Linked DNA regions of Macaca mulatta: region 1 is linked to region 2. A link is a contact called in public Hi-C data. All regions are on one chromosome and are shown on one strand. The core of a region is the stretch at or near the end of the contact, and the rest is flanking DNA. Distances in the headings are between cores, read along the strand shown.

The links. A called contact is a pair of places that touch in the nucleus more often than the background predicts.
Region 1: a contact with region 2 is called in a Hi-C map of fetal cortex germinal zone, with 3 times the contacts expected there. The contact joins the promoter of SAE1 here to the promoter of NPAS1 in region 2. A contact is called at or near these places in 2 of 14 Hi-C or Micro-C datasets (fetal cortex germinal zone and fetal cortical plate).

What each region holds. Positions count from the first base shown.
Region 1 is chr19:59,609,488-59,613,069 of T2T-MMU8v2.0, forward strand. SAE1 (SUMO1 activating enzyme subunit 1) reads left to right here and starts at 1,802. Exons shown (of 10, transcript XM_077980743.1): 1 at 1,802-1,937.
Region 2 is chr19:59,487,861-59,491,264 of T2T-MMU8v2.0, forward strand. NPAS1 (neuronal PAS domain protein 1) reads left to right here and starts at 1,638. Exons shown (of 13, transcript XM_077980601.1): 1 at 1,638-1,808.

The DNA of each region.
Region 1 (3,582 bases), core at 552-3,051, 120 kb after region 2:
ACAGGCGTGAGCCACCACGCCAGATGCCAATTCTTAAATAAAAATACATGATTCCGCCAGGTGTGGTGGCTCGCGCCTGTAATCCCAGCACTTTGGGAGGCCAAGGTGGGTGGATCACTTGATGTCAGGAGTTCGAGATCAGCCTGGCCACCATGGTGAAACCCTGTCTCTACTAAAAATACAAAAATTAGGCCCGGTACGGTGGCTCAAGCCTGTAATCCCAGCACTTTGGGAGGCCGAGATGGGCGGATCATGAGGTCAGGACATCGAGACCATCCTGGCTAACACGGTGAAACCTGGTCTTCACTAAAAAATTAGCCCGGCATGGTGGCAGGCGCCTGTAGTCCCAGCTACACAGGAGGCTGAGGCAGGAGAATGGCGTGAACCTGGGAGGTGGAGCTTGTAGTGAGTGGAGATTGCGCCACTGCACTTCAGTGTGGGCGACAGAGACTCTTGTCTCAAAAAAAAAAAAAAATAGATGGGCGTGGTGGCTTTTTTTTTTTTTTTTGAGCTGAGAGTCTCTGTCGCCCACACTGAAGTGCAGTAGCAGGATCTTGGTTCACTGCAACCTCTGCCTCCCAGTTCAAACAATTCTCCGGCCTCGGCCTGGCAATTGGCTGAGACTATGGGCATGCCACCACACCCGGCTAATTTTTGTATTGTTAGTAGTGAGGGGGTTTCACCATCTTGGCCAGGCTGGTCTCAAACTCCTGACCTCGTGATCTGCCCTCCTCAGCCTCCGAAAGTGCTGGGATTACAGGCATGAGCCACTGTGCCCTGCTAAAAAGCCTATGATTCTAACATCAGAAATCCTCCCACCTCAGCCTCCCACGTGGCTGGGACTATAGGCTCAGTGCCACCACACCAAGCTAATTTTTGCATTTTGAATAGAGATGGCGTTTCACTATATTGCCCACCTGGGGCCATCCGTGTTTTCTTTTCTGTTATTTTTGTTTTATTTATTTATTTTTTTGAGACCGAGTCTCGCTCTATCTCAGGCTGGAGTGCTGACATGATCTTGGCTCACTACAAGCTCCAACTCCTGGGTTCAAGCGATTCTCCTGCCTCAGCCTCCCAAGTAGCTGGGACTACAGGTGTGAGCCACCATGCTCTGCTGTTTTTTTTTTTTTTTTATTTTTAGTACAGACGGGATTTCGCCATGTTAGCTAGGCTGCTCTCGAACTCCTGATCTCAACTAATCTGCCTGCCTCGGCCCTCCGAAGTGCTGAGATTACAGGCGTGAGTCACCGCGCCTGGCCTATTCCTGTTTTCTTAATGCTTCTCTCTCCCACTGGGCCGTGACTGCCTCCAAAGCAGAGATGTGTCCATTTTTTATTATTATTGTATGTCCAGGGCTGGGCACAAAGTGCAACGCATAGTAGGGACATGAAAGCCTGGGAACAGTGGCTGATGCCTGTAATCCCAGCACTTTGGGAGGCAGAGGCGGGAGGATAGCTTGAGACCAGGATTTCGAGACCAGCCTTGGCAACACATCGGGACCTCATCTGTATGAAAAAAAAAAAGAAAATTGACAGTTCAATGTCACCTCTGATAAGCCTTCCCTGACCACCCCTGTTACTCTGTAGCCCCATGTCCTGCTTTATTTTTCTCCAAAGCATTTGTCATCGCTGGGTTTATATTTATTTCTCTTTGGGTTTTTCTCACTGGATCGTAAACTCCATGAGGACAGGGCTTTGTCGATTTTACTCAATACCCTATTTTACAACATCCCTATTGCTGGGATCTCAGTATGCACGCCTTAAATATTTGCAGAATTTAAGCGCCTCATAAGTGACCACGTGGGCAACGCCCTCGGGGCCTTAACCGGCGCCATTTTTGGGGCTAGGATTGGTTGGACCCTCCGTCACGTGACATGCAGTTGCCGGATCGCCTTTGAGTCTCGTGAGGTACTTTTGGTCCCAGGCTCCTTGGACGAGGTACTGCGCAGGCGTGGGAGGGGGTCTGCGCACGCGCAGAAGCACCCCGGGTGTGCTGCCGGCGGAGGTTGGTGGCGCGCGGGGCTGGCGGGCGGTTGGCGTGAGCGGGACGTGAGCTGAGGCAGGAAGAGCCGGCGCCATGGTGGAGAAGGAGGAGGCTGGCGGCGGCATCAGCGAGGAGGAGGCGGCGCAGTATGACCGGCAGATCCGCCTGTGGGGACTGGAGGCCCAGAAACGGTCAGCGCCGGCGCGGCTTGAGGCGCCGAGGGTCTGGAGGGGGCGTCTAGTCTGAGGCGTTTGCGGCCCGGAAGGAGCGGGAAGGTGTGATTTGAAGGGAGGAGGCGGGAATTATGTGCCCCGGGATCGTCTCGCTCCTGAGGGAACTAGAGGAGTTGATTGGGGATGTTTCTGGAAGGTCTGGGAAGTGGTTGGGAGAGCCGTTCCGAAGGATGGGAGCTCTGAAGGGGGCTCTGATTGGGGAGTCCTGAGGGAGCGGGAGAATTCAAACTCAGGAAATCCGAGGCCCGAAAGCGGTGATTGTGGGATTTAGGTCGCGGTTAGGGGATAAGAGGGGCTGGGGTACGTGGAAGGGGTGAGGTGAAGGACATAGTTCATTCATTCGATGGTGTGGGACCCGGTTCCGTGCTGGATACGGGGGAGACTGGACTGGCCAACCGGGCCGACGGGAGCTTACATTCTTGTGGGTGCTCAGGGGCGGGCCAGGCTGAAAGAATGCGGGTTTTGAGGAGTTTTGGAGCAAGTTATGTCAAATGGAACTCTTGAGAGGCTCGGAGAGTCTGGAGGGGGACGGCAGTAGGCTCCCGAAAAGGTTGCTTGTGTCTGGTACGGGGCTGTGCCTTGGTAAGACAGGAGACATAGTTTGGGCATTGTGGAGTAGCTTAGGGATGGGGTTTTCTTTTCTTTTCTTTTCTTTTTCGACGGAGTCTCTCCCTTGTCGCCCAGGCTGGAGTGCAGTGGCGCGATCTCAGCTCACTGCAAGCTCCGCCTCCCGGATTCAAGCGATTCTCCTGCCTCAGCCTCCCGAGTAGCTGGGATTATAGGGGCCCGCCACCACGCCCGGCTAATTTTTGTATTTTTAGTAGACATGGGGTTTCGCCATGTTGACCGGACTGGTCTCGAACTGCTGACCTCAACTGATCCACCCGCCTCGGCCTCCCGAATGCTGGGATTACAGGCTCACGCCACCACACCCGGCTAATTTTTGTATTTTTAGTAGAGACAGGTTTTCACCATGTTGGCCAGGCTGGTCTGGAACTCCGGACCTCAAGTGATCTGCCCGCCACTGCCTCCCAAAGTGATGGGATTACAGACTTGAGCCACTGTGCCCGGCTTTTTTTTCTTTTTTTTTTTTTTTTCTCCTCTTTGTCGCCCAGGCTGGAGTGCAGTGATGGGATCACAGTTCACTGTAGCCTCGACCTCCAAGTCTCAAGTGATATTCCCTCTTAAGCCTCCCAAGTAGCTGGAACTACAGGCGCACCCCACCACATCATCCGACTAATATTTATTTATTTATTTATTTATTTATTTTTTATTTTTTTTTTTTGAGACGGAGTCTCGCTCTGTCGCCCCGGCTGGAGTGCAGTGGCCGGATCTCAGCTCACTGCAAGCTCCGCCTCCCGGGTTC
Region 2 (3,404 bases), core at 388-2,887:
AAGACATCGGGACCATCTTGGCCAACATGGTGAAACCCTGTCTCTACTAAAAATACAAAAATTAGCTGGGCGTGGTGGCGGGGACCTGTAGTCCCAGCTACTCGGGAAACTAAGGCAGGAGAATTACTTGAACCCAGGAGGCGGAGGTTGCAGTGAGCCAAGATCACACCATTGCACTCCAGACTGATGACAGAGCAAGACTCTGTCTCAAATAAAAAAAAAAAAAAGAAGAAGAAAAATTGTCTTGGTTAAGTGCAGTGGCTCAGGCCTGTAATCCCAGCACTTTGGAGGTCAAGATGGGAGGATCACTTGAGCCCAGCAGTCTGAGACCAGCCTGGGCAATAGAGTGAGACCCCGACTCTACAAAAAGTTCTTTAAAAATTAGCTGAACAGGCCAGGCGCAGTGGCTTACACCTATAATCCCAGCATTTTTGGGAGGCCGAGGCGGGTGGATCACCTGAGTTCAGGAGTTCAAGAGCAGCCTGGCCAACATGGCAAAACCCTGTCTCAACTTAAAATACAAAGATTAGCCAGGTGTGGTGGCACATGCCTGTAGTTCCAGCTACTCAGGAGGCTGAGGCAGAAGAATCACTTGAACCTGAGAGGTGGAGGCTGCAGTGAGCCAAGATCGCGCCACTGCACTCCACCCTGGGCGACAGAGCAAGACTCCATCTCAAAAAAAAAAAAAAAAAAGAAAAAAGGCCAGGCGCGGCGGCCTACACCTATAATCCCAGCACTTTGGGAGGCCAAGGCGGGTGGATCACCTCAGGTCAGAAGTTCAAGACCAGCCTGACCAACATGGTGAAACCCCGTCTCTACTAAAAACACAAAATTAGCCGGGCATGGTGGTACATGCCTGTAATCCCAGCTACTTGGGAGGCTGAGGCAGAAGAATCGCTTGAACCCAGGAAGCAGAGGTTGCAGTGAGCCAAGATTGTGCCATTGCACTCCAGCCTGAGCAACAAGAGGGAAACTCCTTCTCGAAAAAATAATTAGCTGGACATGGCGGCGCGTTCCTGTAGTCCCGGCTACTCAGGAGGTCGATGTGGGAGGATCGCAGCAGGCTGAGGCCGCATTGAGCCAAGATTGTGCCGCTGCACTCCAGCATGGGTGACAGAGTGAGACCCCATCTCAAAATCAATAAATAAAAATCTTTTGGGCCAGGCATGATGGCTTATGCCTATAATCCTAGCACTTTGGGAGGCTGAGGCAAGTGGATCACCTGAGGTCAGGAGTTTGAGACCAGCCTGACCAACATGGAGAAACCCCCGTCTCTACTAAAAATACAAAATGCCAGGTGTATTGGGGCATGCCTGTAATCCCAGCTGCTCAGGAGACTGAGGCAGGAGAATTGCTTGAACCCGGGAGGCGGAGATTGCGGTGAGCGGAGATCGCGCCATTGCACTCCAGCCTGGGCAATAAGAGCAAAACTCCGTCTCAAAAAATAAAAATAAAAAAAGAGTCTTGTTTAAAAAATCAAAATTAGTTCAAAAAAAAAATCAATGATGAACAAACTATCAACATTTTAAATAAAGACGATTCAGTAACAGTGTCAAGTGAGTGGAGCCTGAGGCTAAAGGAGAAATCAGTTAAGACTGGCTCTGGATTCTGGGAGTTCAGCAAGGAGGTGACTGCGATAGTCCAGGAGTGAAACGATGGCGGATTAGACCAGAGAAGGACGGTGGTAGTGGAAAGAACGGGGAATTGCAGGTATCTTGAAGGTCAAGGCGACAGAATTTGTTGAAGATGGCATGAGACTGGGGGAGAGAGAAGGTGCAGATGATGCCAGGGTTGCCGCATACGACAGTGTGAGTATCTGATTATCCGCTGTCTTCCCCACTCTCCTGTGAAACCTACGAGGGCAGGAGCTGTGCTCCTCAAGCCACAGCCAGCACCCAGCACTCGCTCCCGGGCTCCAGGCCAACTGCCCTAGTGGAGAATGCGCTGTGTTACTCCATGCGGCCACCAGGGGTCAGCAGAGCGCCGCCCTGCCGAGCCATGGCCATCCCGGGAAGAGAATTAAAGCCCGGATGGCGACTTTTTAGGAAGAAGGCCAGATTAGAAGGAGAAGCAGCAGGCACTGCTGAGGAGGAGACGGGTTTTGAGAAAAAAGGCTGGAAGCGAAGTGTCCCAGGAGCTGGCCAAAAAGCAGGTGAATGAGCTGCTGTTTCTGTCATTGCATCCGTCCACCCATTTATTCCACCATTCAGTCACAGGCCACTCAGGGCCTTGCAGGGCCAGGTGAGAAGCTCAAAGTGTATCCTGAGGGCACTGGGGAGACCAGACTGGGTCCGATTTGCAGGAGCTGAGAGGAGGGAAGAAAGTAGGGATTCAGGACATGCAAGCTCACGGCTAACCTGCCTCCCAGGTGGGCCTGAAGAGCATGCAGTTAACATAAATGTTAGCAAAACAAATAATATTGGCCGGGCACGGAGGCTCACACCTGTAATCCTAGTGCTTTGGGAGGCTGAGGTGGGAGGATTGCTTGAGGCCAGGAGTTCAAGGCTGCAGTGAGCAACGACTGTGCTATGCACTCCAGTCTGGGAGACAGAGCAAGACCCCATCTCTACAAAATATACAAAAAGTTAGTCAGGCGTAGTAGCACACACCTGTGGTCCCAGCTACTTAGGAGGCTGACATGGGAGGATCACCCGAGTCCAGGAGGTAGAGGCTGCAGTGAGCCATGATCACATCACTGCACTCCAGCCTGGGTGAAAGAGTGAGACCCTGCTTAAAAAAAAAAAAAAAGGATTCCAATAATATTAAATTAATAAAGGCTAAAACTCACTGGACCCTTACGAGGTAGCAGGTCTTGTTTTAATGTTTTCACCATCAATTTTCTTTTTTTTTTTTTTTTTGAGACAGAGTCTTGCTCTGCCACCCAGACTGGAGTGCAGTGGTGCGATCTCTGCTCACTGCAACCTCTATCTCCCAGGTTCAAGTGGTTCTCCTGCCTCAGCCTCCTGAGTAACTAGGATTACAGGCATCTGCCACCATGCCTGGCTAATTTTTGTAATTTTTTTAGTAGAAATGGGGTTTCACCGTGTTGACCAGGCTGGTGTTGAACTTCTGACCTCAAGTGATCCACCTGCCTCAGCGTCCCAAAGTGCTGGAATTACAGGTGTGAGCCACCGCGCCTGGCTCGTTTTTTGTTTTTGAGACAGGGTGTTGCTGCGTTGCCCAGGGCTGGAGTTCAGTGGCACATTCACAGCTCACTGCAGCCTCAATCTCCTGGGATCAAGAGATCCCCCTGCCTCAGCCTCCTGAGTAGCTGGGACTACAGGTGCGCACCACCACACCAGGCTAATTTTTGTATTTTTTTTGTGGAGACAGGGTTTCACCATGCTGCCCAGGCTGTTCTCGATCTCCTGGGCTCAAGTAATCCTCCCTCCTTGGCCTCCAAA